Regions from separate parts of the Sus scrofa genome. Here region 2 is linked to region 1. A link is a contact called in public Hi-C data. All regions are on one chromosome and are shown on one strand. The core of a region is the stretch at or near the end of the contact, and the rest is flanking DNA. Distances in the headings are between cores, read along the strand shown.

The links. Hi-C and Micro-C count contacts between places; a contact is called where the count stands out from the background.
Region 2: a Hi-C map of liver shows a contact between it and region 1, with 2.7 times the contacts expected there. The contact joins the promoter of ADAR here to the promoter of PBXIP1 in region 1. A contact is called at or near these places in 1 of 5 promoter capture datasets (fetal skeletal muscle) and 1 of 47 Hi-C or Micro-C datasets (liver).

What each region holds. Positions count from the first base shown.
Region 1 is chr4:94,833,093-94,841,017 of Sscrofa11.1, reverse strand. It overlaps PBXIP1 (pre-B-cell leukemia transcription factor-interacting protein 1), which reads right to left and starts at 3,653. Exons shown (of 11, transcript XM_021089739.1): 1 at 3,525-3,653; 2 at 1,104-1,190. The coding sequence starts at 1,154. It overlaps PYGO2 (pygopus family PHD finger 2), which reads right to left. Exons shown (of 3, transcript NM_001185175.1): 3 at 4,470-7,266. The coding sequence ends at 6,199.
Region 2 is chr4:95,149,486-95,157,410 of Sscrofa11.1, reverse strand. It overlaps ADAR (double-stranded RNA-specific adenosine deaminase), which reads right to left and starts at 3,181. Exons shown (of 17, transcript XM_021089756.1): 1 at 3,040-3,181. The coding sequence starts at 3,084.

The sequences.
Region 1 (7,925 bases), core at 2,404-4,903:
TTCTTCACCATTTTCAAGTCACTTTTTTGCTCATGACCCCTCCCTAAAAGGCAAGAATCACAACTCCCTTTTTAAGGGAAGAGAGAGGTGAAACGGCCTTGCCCGAGGCCCCCCAGCTGTCAGCAAAGGCACCCCAACAGGAGGCCAAGGTTCTGACTAGGCGCATGGTGTCCATCCCAGTATCAGCCTGAGGACAGCTTACTCGAACCTGACGTCCTTACCCTCTCTCCTCCTGGCAGTGCTAATACACCAAGCCCTTGACAAACTTGCTCCAGCCCCTCTGTCCCCCAGCCTGCTGGCCCCCTTCTCAGTGGTTTCAGGGGCACAGGAGTCCCCTAGGCTCCGGCCCCACCAACTACAACCTGAATTGTAGGACCTTCCAAAACTCTCACCTTGTTCCCACCCGACCCATGCAGTGGCAGCCCGCTCTGCCCAAGGTAGGGATTGTCCTGACTCCCTCCACTCAAAGCCCTTTAGTGATTTCCCAGCAGGAGGAGGCCCGAATGCCTATGCCAGGCCCTTCAGGCCCCTTCCAGAAGTTCCCAGGCTGGTAGTTCCCGTCAAGGCTCAACTAGTATCCATAAGGATGCAGGTTCGATGCCTGGTCTCACTCAGTGGGTTAAGGATCTGGCATTGCTGTGAGCTGTGGTGTTAAATTGCAGACGAGGCTGTGGTGTAGGCTGGCAGTTGGAGCTCTGATTCAACCCCTTAGCCTAGGAACCTCCATATGCTGCAGATGTGACCCTAAAGAGACAAAAAAAAAAAGTTCCCAGGCTCTGGCCCCACCTCACTTCAACACCCTCTGACCCACGTCTCCAGCTCCTCCAATGGACCCCTCAGCTAACACAGCTCTCCCACTGTTGCCTCAGAACCTCTGCTTGTGCTGGTCTCCCCACCAGAATTTTGCCCCTACTTCTCCCAGCTTATGCCAGCAAATGCCTTCTTTCTAGGCATGGTCCAGGTCCCCACTTCTCCCAGCCATTGGAATTCCTCTCACAGCCAGCAGGAGGCGATGCATGTGACAAGGAAAAGGACAGACCCCAGAAAGCAGTCCAGCCCTGCAGGAACCCTGTTTTTAAGGTTCCCAGGCCTGCTTTTCTTACCTCTGAGCCAGCAAGCACCCAGCTATTGTCCGAGTCTGGGCTGGAGGCCATAGTTGCAGAGGTTCCCGAGGCTGTTCAGGCCGCCACCTGCAGAGAAAGGCTCCTTTAAAGACCCCAGCTCCCTTCAGGATGCAGACAGCAGCCTCAGCTGGGTTCTAACTGTAACGAAGGGCTGGGTACCAACTTCCAGAACCAGCCTGGTTCCAGGCCTTCTGATCCCAACACCTCAACTCTTCTTCTGGGCAGCATTTGCCTTGCAAATCACAACCTGCCAACAGCCACAGTGAAGCTTGCCCCTCCCAGGGACCAAAAGGGCCCTTGGGAAACTGGGAGATGGGACTGACCTTGAAAGGACAGAGTAGCATAGGGCTGGAAAGAAAGGCTTTGGGAAAAATCCAGGTCAACTCCCTCAAGTTATAGTCAGGGAAAACGAAGGCCAGAAAGTTGGCTGACTTGACTTGCCAAAGATGAACAGCTAATAAGAAGAGTGAGGCACAATCCAGCCCTCCCTTCACCACCTCAGGCTCCCCCACAATCACCACCCCTTCCCCCAGGGCTTGGAAGAGAAGACTCAATGGCCTCCTTCAGCCCCAAGTCTCCCCCTCACTGCAAGTCCTCCATATGGTCTAGTTCAGACTGGCTGCACATGGAATCACTCAAGATTCTGATACAGTCAGGTTCAAGACTCAGGCTTAGGCTTGGGCACGGGGCTTTTTTAAAACCTTCCAAACGATTCTCACGTGTAGCCAAGGTTGAGAAAAACTGGCACAGCTTAACTCCATCTGAATTAACCCGTACTAGTAGATCTCCTTGGCACGCTCACTCTCCATTTCCCTTCTTAGTAACCTCCAGAGTTTCATCGTAGAGAACGTGAAGGTGACTGGGAAGAGGGATTTATGGCAACTACCATGTATAATGCACTTTACAGGCTGCAAAGCCTGGACAAAAATCAGGGCTGTGATCCTACCCCCTGCGAACCTGCTCTGACTTGGCCAGGTGGCAGTGGGAAGTTACTCCAGCTTCCAAAGCCTGACACAAGGCAGGATAGGAAGATCGTAACCTACTCCTTCATCCATGGCCAAGACTGTCCCCCATCCAGGCTGGCAATGGTGGAGGGAGAGATGAGCTGACCCCCTAGAGTCTTAGATTCTGATCCTTTAGAAGGGGCTAAATGACGGCTTGCTGAGGGGTGAGAGGGGTGGCAAGTGGTAAAGGACTCTAAAAGGAAACCTTGGGAAAAGGAGCGAGGCTGGGGAACAAGCATGGCACTTCTACCCTAGGAAACCGCCACACTGCCCTCTTCTGTTTGAGCTCAAGTGAGTCCTACTCAGTGCCCTACAAACCTCCTGTGGCCCTTGTGCGTCAAGATCCAAGCCCAGGACAGATGAAGGACACCTCACAGTGTCTCCCAAGACCTATGCCTTCCAAACGCATGCACCCACCCCACAAGGAGACAGGAGAAGGGCGCAATGACTTCCCCACATCCCACAGGACACCCCTGGCAGGCTTCACAGGCATCCAGAGAACCATCACTGTGCAGCCTTCTGGTCTCAAGCCCCTCCCCCACAGTTCTGTCATCATCTCCCCATCCTCAGTTGCTGTGTGTGACTTTTAACAGGTGGTGGCAGGGAAGTGGCAGCAGCTTGGGCTGAAGTCCCTGTTTATCCTTAGCTGTATACGGCCTGCTCCGGTCCTCCAGAACCAGGCACCATGGTAACCACAGTGATGTCAGACCCACTGTCTCCATGGAAACCAGCAAGGTATTTGGGTCAACAAGACAAACACTTCTGAGACCTAAACAGGAGACAGTCCGGAACCCCTGCACTCAGAGTTCCAAATACTTGTTGGTCTCTCTCCCTTGGTTGGGTTCACCCAAGATTCCAAAAGATCTCCCTGTTCTCCCAAGCCAGCATCTCACTGCCCTATTAGGAAGTTCCTCCAGCTGTCTAATCTCCACCCTGGCCCACGGTGTTTTCAGATCTCTTTCTTCTCATCAACCTCTAGGAAGAAAACCCACCTCCACCCCCTCCTCTTTCTTTTCATTCAAGTAGGATTCAACAAAAACACCCTATAAGGATTGTCAGGAACTTGGGCTACTTCCAAAAGACAACTAAAGGGGGAGCTCTCCCACCCTCCGTAAAAAGCTGGAAAGTCTCGTCTAGCTGATTTCAACCCCCCATAAGAGTTGCTCCCCCAAATCTCTAGAGCAAATGACACAGGGCTGCAAAAACTTGCCTGGGAGACCTAAAGCAAGTTCCTGTTTTGGAAACGGCCGCCCATGATCCCCCTTCCGCCGGCCAAGAAGCGACAAACTAGCTCTGAAGATCCTCGGAGGAGCCCAACCGCTGGAGTTCTGGCCCCCCTCACCTCTATCCTTCCTCGCACAGGGATCCCTGTGGGCCCTTCTCACCGGGGCTTTACCTGATCCTGCTCCTGGCTTCAGTCTTCCCCTGAACTTGTTGCTGCCTCTCCAGCTTTACAGCGCCAAGAAAGGCAGGTCATGTGACCTAGAACCGGCCAATAGAAAGTCAACTTCCCTGAGGGGGCGGAAACTTTTGGCCAATAACAGCTAGACTGGAGAGCCACGGGAGGGGAAAGGAGGGGGGGAACTGCAGAGCCCCGCAACCTGGTTCCCCTCCCTGCGGGACGGCTGGAGTGCCAGCAAACTGAATATTGTCACCTCCCCTCCTGGGAGCAGCGTCTAAAGAATTTCTGGAGCCAAGACCCAAAACTGAAAGGCAAAGGGTGGCTTCTCTAAGACAAGGGGCCAGGTTGGTCCCAGGATAGACAGAGACAGCTGCAGGATGGGGGAGGGGAGTGGCCAATTGCGGGTTGGAAATAGCCCTTCGGCCACTCTCATGCTGCCCCAGTGCGGATTGTTTAAGGATGCCGCTATTTACAAAAAAAAGATGAGGGGGGCCTGAAAAGTATCCAAAAATGAAAACTTCCGGACCCAGGGGCAGCCCCTGATCCCACCCTTGGAGCTATGCTCGCTGCCTAACCCAAATAACTGGGGAGTGGGGTTGTGGGCGCTAAACCCCCAAGCACTAAAGACAGTTGTCTCCCCTGAAGACTTGGAGCCAAAGCTCCGGCTTGGCTCCAGGCCTGGCCCAGGAATGTGCTCAGAAAGGAAACTTGTTCCTCACAGCAGGGACACGGGGGGAGAGGCAGGGAGCACAGGCCTCCCTGGGCTTAGCTGTTTGTACCAGGGCCAGCCCAGAGGGCTGAATCTTTCTGCTGTTCCCACTTCCAGAGACACCCCCCCACACACACACGGATACCTATCTTCACCCCCAACCAACCTGCCCAGGGATGACTGGCCCATTCCAGCCTTGTACCCACACATCAACAGCAAGGGCTCCAGTCTGGATTTTCCAAAGTCATTTTATTAATCCAACCGTACAAAACTTTCCCCACATCTCTGCCACCCCCACTTGCTTCCAAAAAGTTGTGGAGTGAGGGGGAGAGAGGGATTGAGCTGACACCCCACCACCACCGCCGCCCCTCAGGAGCCACCTTACAAAATGCTGCCATGGGAGAGACCACAAAAATAGCAACAGATGGAAGAGGAGCGAACAGAACCACAAACACAACACAAAGTTGAGGGAGGGGGGTGCCATCTCTGCTGTCCGGTGGGAAGAACCCTGGAGAAGAGAAGCCCAGAGGCCGCTGCCTTCTTTTTCACAGCCTCAAAGGCTGAATGCTGCACTGGCCAAGTTCTGCAGCATCCGTGTCTTCTCTTCACACGGGGAAGGGCCAGCAAGGGACCCCCGGCTCCCGTCGGGGCCACGCCCCAAGCCTGCCTTCCCCACCCCACCGAGGAATGTGAGCTCTGGCTGTAAGGGAGGGAGCAGCTGTGAGGGACTCCTCCTCAGGACCAAGGCCCTTCTCTGGCAGGCAGTGCTTTAAAAATGAAATAAGAACTAAGCCCAGCGCAGGACCCTGGCTGAGACGAATGGGAACAACTAGATGACCTCGCCCGAGCAGATACAAAGAATAGCAGGGGAAGAGAGAAGCAAAAAACATCCAGGCTCTGGACTGATTTTAGTACCATGGCAATGAGGGTCCCGCCGTGCCTCCCCAACCCGCAGGCCGTGACAGGCGTGCTTTCATCAGGAGAAATAATGAGGTATGAGGGCTCCACGCCTTTTCAAGCTTTCTTTCCATCAAGCCACCAGGGAGACAGGGAAATAAGGGCGCCAAAAGTTGAAGACCAGCGCTGAGAAAAATGTGCAACACAGGGGCAAGGGGGAAGGCAGTACAACCAGAGTCTAGGCTTCCAGGACAGTCTAAATGTCAAATATTCTGGTCTGTCAGACCACATATCCCAATTTTTGGCAAAAATATGATCATTAGGGAAAAAGCACAAGAGAGGCTGGGAAAGGACCAGTGACTTTGGTATGAGGGGGATATGTCCTGACAGCATCTCTTACCTACTGTTTCGAAGCCCCAAATCACCAAGAAACGGCCACAGCCACGAACTCTCCTGCTTCTTCAAGCTATTTGGTTCTCTCTGAGGGAGGAGGAGTTGGGTGGGTCTTGGAAGAGGCAAAGGGAGGGAAGGACAGAGGAAAATCTCCATTTATTCCCTAAAGCTGTCTCCCAGCGCCCATGAAAGGACTACTGCAGAGATGGGAAGAGACCCCAACTCTTCTGGCCAGAAACCTTTAATATTAGACTCCAAAAACTAAGGCTGGAGCTGCGGGGCTACAGAAGCGTTAGGCACAGGTGTTGGGGGCATCCGTCGTCTGCGGAGGGGGCGCCCCTGCCCTTCAGATCTTCCTCCAGCCTCTTTTCTCTTGCAGCCATACCCCCAGGCCTCCAGAGACAGCCACCAAAAACGGCTCTGCTCGGCAGGGCTTTGGTTTTCTGGACCTCGGTAGATCTCAATGCACAAGTTTCCAGAAAAGTGAGCGATCCAGGCTCTTCTGCCTGCCCCCCCTCAGTTCCTTTTCTGCCCCCAGGAGCCACTGTGTTTCTGCCGCCCCATGGGGATGGGAAGCCGGGGGAAACAAGGACTAAGAGCCAGACAGGCCAACAATCATCCTGCAAGAGCAGGGAGGAATGTACACACTTCCCTGGCACCTGGCCGGCATCACCCATCGTTAGCCACCACCAGCTGCCCCATGCCTTCTCGGATGTAGACAGACTGGATCTCCTTGGTCTTGAGGCAGAGATCACAGGCCCAGACGGCAGAGGCCTCGGTGGTCAGCAGCCCATAGGCGCTCTCAGTCATGCCCGTGCACTCGCGGTGGAACCACTTCTGGCAGGAAGCCTCGCACAGAATGGCATCTTGGTCGTCGTTCACCTCACTGCGACAGGCACCACATGGATACACCAGGCCTGGGGGAGGCTGGGGCCCTGAGCCCCCACCTGCCTTGCCAGGGGGTGCCAGGCTATTGGCATCTGGGGTGCCCCCACCCCGCCCACTGCTGCTTGGGGGAAAACTGGGCTGATTCCCATTAACAGCAGCAGCCGGGGAGCCTGAGTGGGGCTCCTGGGGAAAAGCAGTGGGAGCAGGTGGATTTAAGGGCTTCCCGCCATCCTCACCACCAGGGGCAGGAAAGCCAGGGTCGGGACCAGGGAAGGGACTTGTGTTGGGGGGCAGGCTGGGGAGCCCCTGACCAGGTCTCTGGAGAGGAGAAGGGCCAAAAGGTGCCCCTGGCTGAGCAAAGCGTTGGGGGAGAGAAGGGGGGCCCAGCTCCCCTCTGGGAGGTTGTCCCATGGTGGGTGAGATCATGGGGCCAAATCCCCCCACCGGGCCTGGCATCATCTGCCCACCCGGTGGGCTAAAGTTCTGACCCAGAGGCTGGTTGAAGGGTTGGCTGGGAAAGTTCATGTTGCCTGGGGGTGGGTAGCCAGGTCCCTGGGGGGGCATGTTGAAAGCAGGACCCATGGGGTTGGGAGGGAAAGGGGGAGGCTGTCGACGAAGAGGCTGGGGACCCCCTCCACCGGCAGTGCCGTAGCCTGGGGGTACCTGGCCTGCCATGCCCCCCTGTACGCGAAAGCCCCCAAAGGGAATAGGACTGCCAAGAAATGGAGGGGCTGCGCCCCCCACCTTAGGGGCTCCGAAGTCATCCTCGAAAGGGTTGGATGCAACCAGGTGATCCACCATGGGAGTCGGGGGTGGTGCAAACTCCGTCAGATGTGAGTATGCAGGACCCTGGGGGAAGAGATGAGGTAAAGAGAGTCATGGAGGGGAGATGCAGAGCCAAACCACGAGAGCACCAGAAACACAAGGCACATTTTGGAGGCTGGTATGGCCAGCCCAGATCTAAAATCAAAATGGATCTTAGAATGCAACAAAGGAGAGGGTAGAGAGCAGAACCAGCACAGCTCAGTAACTGGGTTTCAAAAATGCAGCAGAACTCTGCTGGAAACCGAGTTGACACTGAGGAACCGCAAGGCCCTGGAGCAGATGGTTAACCTTTTCTTACACTTTTCGACTTCTTTTTAAATTATAACTGATTGACAGACATTGAACCTTTTTAAACCTCAGATTTCTCATCTCTTAACACAGTGACAATGCCTATCTCCCAAAACTGTTAAAGCACTTTGTAGCACAAACCCTGGCACTGAGAAAAGGTTCAGTATGTGGTAGGAGTGATCTTCATGCGGGAACCAGGACAGGACAAACGGGGGAGAGGACAATTCCAATCCTGACTGATAAGACCTTTGAGCAAATCAGCTCATGCCCATCCCTACCCCCAAAACTGTCATGAAGGTGAAGGAAAGGACCACAAACAGAACGCGTGTGACACCTCCCTCTTCGGAGCAAAGAACACGCAAAGGGACTACTAAGAGTTACCCCCAACACCAATC
Region 2 (7,925 bases), core at 1,932-4,431, 320 kb before region 1:
TCATCACCCTTTTCAGTATGTGTGGAGAAAACAGCAGGAAAGAATGAGGGCAATAAACAGAAAGCAGCAGAGAAAGGCAGAGCCAAGAGAGTCTTCATGACATCATTTCAGCCTCATGATCCAGCCATTCCTGAAGCTCACATTTGGACCTCCTAGTTAAATGATCAAAGCGGGGATAACCCTTTTTTTCTTATGTTAGTTTTCATTAGGTTTCTGCCATTTGCAACTAGATTAACATACCCCCTAATGGGGAGAGAACTTCACTCTGTGTGTGGTGGTGGAGGTATAGAGGGAAAGGGAGGATGAATTATGTTGGAGGGTCTCTCCCATTCAGTTTGATAAACATGATGAAATCATGGCTTCAAGGCATCTGGGAGAGTATAGAAGCAGCCAAGAGAGCCCCTTGGGTGGAGGAACTGAGAGTTTGTCATAATCTACATGGATGGGTTATATAAACCTTGTGAGTTTCTAGTAACTCACGATACTGCCATAAGTCACCTTTGAACTGAGAACCAACACAGAAGAGCCGATCAAAAACACCAAGAAAACCATCTGTTTAAAACCCATTTACTATTCCCATATTAATGCACATCAGTCACAGATGTTTCTCAAATATTTAATTTTGTGACAAACTTAGTATTTTGAACTCTATCCCTGATACCAAACAATCATCCAGTGCTCTCCTGAAAAATTAACTCAAGCAGGGGTACCCATTATGGTCCTAACAGATGTTATAGGAAAATAAACTGGCTGCATCTCAAGAGATCACGACAGAAGCCCAAAACCTCAGATCCTATCGTTCACATATCTGAAAACTCAAATCAGTTGGTCACAGATAATAATACCAATCTTGGTCTGAAACACAGCTTCAAATCTTTAAATCCATGAATCAGAAAGATGTTCATATTACACTGTGTTATAGTATAAACATAGCTAGCTTAAGGGAAACTGTGTGTTAAGCAGTGGGTCTCCTTCTGGCAGAAGTAATAACAAATAACTTAAAATTTTTTCTTCTTTCCACAAGCATGTACCAAATACCTACTATGTGCCCAACGATCCCAGCACTGTGTGCCCATGAGCCTTTTCTTTTTCTTTGGGTGAAAAGGCCAAATCTTGGTTCACATCTGGATAAGGCTGGGTAAAATGCAAAATAAAAGATAATTTACCACTGGACAACTTGAGATGTTATTCTTACAACAAATACTGCCCCTCTAAACTCTGCTATGCCTCCCTTCCCCCACCACACCAGGCTCATACCACCTGGACTCTAGTCGCTGAGAAATAACAAGATCCACACCCCACAGAGCCTGAGGGCCTTGGGTTCAAGTTCCAGCTCTGCCATTAACTAGGGTCTGGAACTTGGCTAAGCTCGCCTTCTCCATCTGTAAAATGGGAATAATACTTATTGCACTGGGTTGCTGGAGGGATTAAATGAATAAGTGTATGTTAAGAGCTTGGTACAGTGCCATATACATAGCAAGTGCTCAACAAAGAAAAGCTATAATTAAGACAATAAAGTAAAGCTTTAACCTCTTTCCAGTTCTAAAATTTCATGGTCCACAGTAGAGAGATTATGGGTTTTGAGTCTCCCCACCCCCACCCCAAGTCTGCTTTATCACATCTGGGAGAATAGCAAACCTCCAGAACAGCAAAAATGTCCCCTGCTTTTTAAGCAGCTGTACCAATGGGAAGCATTCAGCAATGGAGCAAGTTCAAGTCATGGGTGATGATGGGCCCTTACTAATAATAGCTAGACACTTCAAATTCTGACAACAACCCTGCAAGGTAGATGTAATTATCTTCATTTTGTAGATAAGACCAAGTAGGAGTAGAAAGGTTAAATAACTCACTCACTGTCACACCGCTGGCAAACGCAGCCCTGACTCCAAAGTTCATGCCCCCTTTCCACACTATACCTTGCCTCCCATACAGCAAACACATCCCACTGCTTGTGAAACAATGAAATGATGAAAAAGGGATTTCAGGATCTCTGAAACGATGGGAACAGGCCTTCTTCGGCAAAGAAACTGATATCATCACTCACATTTGCTCGACAATTTGTTGCTCCTGATTCTCTGCTCTCAATGACCTGTTCTAGCAATCTGGCCTCCCTCTCTGACAACAGCCACCATGCAGGCCTCTGTGTGCAAGTCTCCTCCCTTAGCACCTTAGACTACTCCCTCCCTCCGCTAACCACAGGCTAGGATTCCCCCCTACTGCGTTTAAAATCCAATGACAGACAGGTGCGCATCCCTTTTTGAAAGGCAAGTTTTCCAAACTCTGACAGCAACACGGCACACCTGAGGCAGGCTTACCCTCTATCGGGGCCCAAGAATCAAGCCAAAGAGATGAAGGAAGGGGAGGTGACGCAACTAGGCCTCCTGCACCAGGGCCAGACCGAGGCGGAGCGCAGTGGCCGTGAACCCGCAGTGGGCTCTCCACCGCGGACGCCTACGCCTTCCCTGTGTACCGCACGCCAAGGGCGACGGATGTTATCCCAGGGATAAGGCGCCGGCCTATGCAGACAGGGGAGAAGGCGCAGGAAGGCGCGGACCTGAAGGAGCCTCCCTCTTCAGTCACTCTCCCGGGCGAGGGAGTTGGCAAGAGAGAAACAAGGGCCTTTGGTACCCAGCTGTTAGGCTCCGGCTGGCACAAGCGCCAGAGCATCCGTGCGCGGCCTCTGCCGCCCACACCCGCGCACACCCGGGAGCACAAACACACGCACACAAGCACTCGGCCCCCGGCGCCCGCTTCCCCGCAAACCTGCGGAGCCTCGCCGCTGCCTCCGACCCCCATCTCCCCACCTGGCCCCGCGGCCAGCCTCAGAGCCCACCAGGGCGCCCCGCGGTCCCCGTTCCAGCGGCGTCCGACACTGGAGCGGCGGCTCGAGCCGGGCGTCCAGGTCACAGAAGGTGATGGCGGGAAAGGAAAAATCCTCTTACCGGTCTAGTAATTCTCCGGGACACAGCCCGACACCTGAGGCTGCCACTGACGCCGGGACCCTCCCCCCGCCCTCCCCCACCACGTAGCCCTCTCTACCTTCAGCCGGGAATCAATGGCCGGGTCGCGGATTGGTGACATCATTGGCGCGCCGGGCGTGGGAGGGAGCACCACGTGATTCCCCTCTCTTTTGTTTGCGTCCTAGTTAAGCAGGGATTTTGTTGCTGTCCTCCTTGCCTTTTTCGAGATATGTTAATGGCGTTGTTGCAGGCGCGATGGGAAGTAGATAGGTGGGTTTGGGATGCTGCATTTTTTTGCCTTGATCTAACCCCTCAGTCACTATAACGTAGTGGGGCCGGAAGGCTTGACTCTGTATATGGATAGCACTTTTTTTTTTTTTGACGGATCTCAAGTATACAAAATTAGTTAATAATGCCTTATAATCAGTAGTCCTTGGATGGCCCTTCAAGTTAAATTATTTTGAGAATGAAAAACTACAATGAAAACTACCTTTAATTCTGGCTACTTGACCAGTCCAACTGAGAACTAAAGTATTACCAATAATTTTCATCTACTAATAAGAGGTTCTCATCCTCTACCTCTGCCTTCTCCTCGGAAGTAACCTCCATCCTGACTCGTGTTTACACAACTTTTATATTGCTTTAAATTCTTTTCATACTTACCTGCATTATTTAGCAATGTATTTTTATTAGGGGTGTGTGTGTGTGTTTGAACTTTCATCTAAGGTTCTGGACTTTTAACAAACATGCTTCTAAGTTACTTAGTTCATTCATACTACTATAACAAAATGCCACAGGTTTATAAACAAACATTTCTTACAGTTCTAGAGGCTGGACGTCCAGGTGCCAGAATGTTCCAGGGAAGGTCCTTTTCTTATTGGCAGAGTTCTCCTTGTTTGGCTGAAGGAATCTGTGGGGTCTCTTTTATAAGAACATGAATCTTGTTCATGAGGGCTCCACCTTCATGACTTAAGCATCCCCCCAAAGCCTTTCCTAATACCGTCCTTTAGGATTTCAACATACGAGTTTGGGGGAGGACACAGCTCTTTGGCACTTCGATGCATCTTGTTGAGTGGAACTGCATTTCATTCATTTTTACTGCTTTATAACAATTCATTTTGTGAGTGTACCATAATTTATTTACCCATTTTCTGGCTGCTGAATATTTATGAAATTTCCAGGTTTTTTCCCCCCTCTCCTCCTCTTCTTCCAACTGTGCTGCGAACATTGCCTTTTGCTGCCAATATACAAAAATTTCTCTTGGGTATATTTACCTAGGAGTGGAACTGGTAGGTCTTTGTTGTGATAGTGTTCAACTCTATATGATAGTGCCACATTTATACTCAAAGTGGTTATAGCAGTTTACGATCCTTATTAGCATCCACATCTTCTCTAATACTTCAGACTTATTGATTTTTGCCAGTGAAGTGGGAGTTAGGTGATGTCTCATCATGGCCTTATTGGCATTATCTCTGAGGCTGAGCATTTCTTACATATTTTATCTGTAGTTCTTTTTCTGTGAAATGTCACTGTAGAGGGGTCACTGGTTTCAGGGCAGATCAAGGAAAGAGATATGACCATGAGGTGGCAGTAGCACACACAAGTTTTGTTTGGGCAAGCTTTGACAGGTTTGCAGGCAGGGTAGATCCCTTACAGAATCTGACAATCCAGAGACTATTGGGGAGCAGGAACAGGGAGGCATTCAGAAGGAGAGAAGGGCAAGGAAATTCCCAGAGGAGAAGGGACTTACTTGTTTATGTGTTGTGCTTAGCAGCCTAGCAGAAACTCTTTGGGTCAGAAAGCTCAAAAGGGTAGCAGCAGCTTGGGATCTATAACCACAGGGTTTATCTTATCTATGACTATTAGCTTTTGGGTACACTTTGGTGAAGTATGCATGGCAGGCAGGCAGCTCTAAATGGCTGAAAACCTGCTTATTTGGGCTATGACTAAAACAACTAGATATGTACATATTTGAGTTTTGTGCAGGCAGGCTTTTGGGCTAACTGGTCCTAGCCTGCTGCGAAGAAATAAACAGCCGAGGCCATGACTGGCTCATTTTGATAATAGTTCATGTCTTCCTCCTATTTTTATTTTTTTTAATTTTTGCTTTTTAGGGCCACATCCATATCATATGGGGGTTCCCAGGCTAGGGGTCTAATCAGAGCTGCAGCTGCTGGCCTGCACCACAGCTCATGGCAACGCCAGATCCCCGACCTACTGAGTGAGGCCAGAGATCAGAAACGAACCCATGACCTCATGGTTACTCCTCAGATTCATTTCTGCTGCTCCACAAAGGGACCTCCTCTTCTGCCTATTTTTAAAGTGGATTGTTAATTTCTTTATATACTCTTACTAATTCTTTGTCAGTTACAAGGGTTGCAAATTTCTCTTTCATTTGTAGCTTGCCTTTTCACTTTTTATTTTGATAAATAGAGGTACTTAACTTTGAACTTGTAATATTTATACTGTTTTTTCCTACTCTAATATATAAAGTTACTGTTACTTCTAAAAATACGTGGTTTTCTTTTGACATGATAATACTTATTCTCTCCAGAATTTACTTTTTTAATGGTGTGAGGTAGGGAATTTGACTTTACTTTTTATATACAACTGACTTTTCCCCCCAGCTTTGTTGACCAGCACCCCCCTTTTTTCAATTGTTCTTCCATGCTAACTTTGTCATATGTCACCATGCCACTTATGTATATGGGTCTATTTCTTTTTGTTTTTCTCCTCTTTTTTTTTTTCTTTTTATATGGTGTTTTTTTTTTTTTTTTTTTTTTTTTTACTTTTTGCCTTTTCTAGGGCCACTCCCGAGGCATATGGAGGTTCCCAGGCTAGGGGTGGAATCGGAGCTGTAGCTGCTGGCCTACGCCCAAGCCACAGCCACGCAGGATCCGAGCCGAGTCTGCAACCTACACCACAGCTCACAGCAACACTGGATCCTCAACCCACTGAGCAAGGCCAGGGATCGAACCTGCAACCTCATGGTTCCTAGTCAGATTCGTTAACCACTGCACCACAACTGGAACTCCTGTATGGGTCTATTTCTGAGTTGTCTATTCTATTCCACTGGACAATTTATCTTGGAGCCATCACCACTCTATTTAATTATCATACCTTTATAAAAAGTCTTGATTATGTAGTAGGGCAAATTTTCCTTATTTTTCTTGTCTCCTGTCTTTGCTATTCTTGGTCCTTTGTTTTTCCTTACATATTTTAGAACAAGCTTCTCGAGTTGTACATATGTGTGCATACACATGAAACCTGTTGGGATTTTAATTGGCATTGTGTTGAGTATGTAGATCATTTTGGAGAGAATTGACATATTGGTGATTTTGAGTCTTCCAGTTAATGAGTAAGGGATAGAGCTCTTTTATTAGGTCTTCATTAATGTCTTCCAGTAAAGGTTTTTTATATTCTGTGTCCAGACCTTGCACATCTTTTGTTGGATTTGTTCCTGGAAACTTTGTAGTTTTTGTTGCTATTATAAATGATACCCTTAAAATTATGCTTTGTAATTATTTATTGCTAGGATGGAAATGATTGGACTTTTGTATGTTGATATTGTATCCAATCACTTTGCTGGATACAATAATTTGTCTTTGATTCTAGTAATGTGTCTATTATTCTTTCTAATAATTTTTCTATTGATTCTTCCAATAATTTGTCTCTTATTTCTTTTGGATTTTTCTTTTTTCCTTTTTGTCTTTTGTCTTTTTAGGGCCATACCTGTGGCATATGGGGGTTCCCAGGCTAGGGGTCTAATCAGAACTGTAACTGTTGGCCTATGCCATAGCAATGCCAGATCTGAGCTGCATCTGCAACCTACACCACAGCTCACAGCAATGCCAGATCCTTAACTCACTGAGCGAGGCCAGGGATCAAAACTGCAACCTCATGGTTCCTAGTCGGATTCATTTCTGCTGTGCCACAATGGGAATTTGTTTTTTGTTTTTTTTTTCATTTTTCTACGTATACAATTATTATGTGAAATTAATGCCTTTTTCTATGCAGCCCTTATTTCCTTTTATTTTTATTAAAGTATTACACTGATTACTTTTATTAAATTATTACTCCAGTACAATGTTAAGAGAAATGGTGATCTTTTCTTGACATTCTTATTTGGGCACTCTTGACTTAATCCTGATTTTTTATTTTATTTTTTTTAGGGCCACACCTGCAGCATATGGAAGTTCCTAGGCTAGGGGTTGATTCAGAGCTGCAGCTGCAGAGCTACAGCAACACCAGATCTGAGCTGTGTCTGTGACCTATGCCACACCTCATGGCAATGCTGGATCCTTAATCCACTGAGCAAGGCCAAGGATCGGACCTGCATCCTCATGGATACTAGTCAGATTCCTAACCCACTGAGTACAATAAGAACTCCCTAGAATAGAATTTTTAATTTTTTTTATTGTCAACTTTTAAGGTTTTTTTTTTTAGATGTACTCATGAATCCAGCTGGATTTTTAAAACATCCTGATAATTTCTGTCTTATACCTGTTGATTTCTGTGCACAGATATTTATTGTAATTCATGATATATTTGGACTTTGATTCTGTCTGATTTCTATTCCATGTCTTCTATGTTGCTGGCTTTTTTTTTTTTCTTGCTTGCTGCTTGCCTGCCTTTTTAATTAACAGTTCTTTTTTTTGGCTTTTTTGTTGTTGTTGTTGTTGCTATCTCTTGGGCCGCTTCCGCAGCATATGGAGGTTCCCAGGCTAGGGGTGGAATCGGAGCTGTAGCTGCTGGCCTACGCCAAGCCACAGCCACGCAGGATCCGAGCCGCGTCTGCAACCTACACCACAGCTCACGGCAACGCCGGATCGTTAACCCACTGAGCAAGGGCAGGGACCGAACCCGCAACCTCATGGTTCCTAGTCGGATTCGTTAACCACTGCGCCACGACGGGAACTCCAACAGTTCTTTTTGAACTTGTTTCCTATTCCATATTTTTCTTTC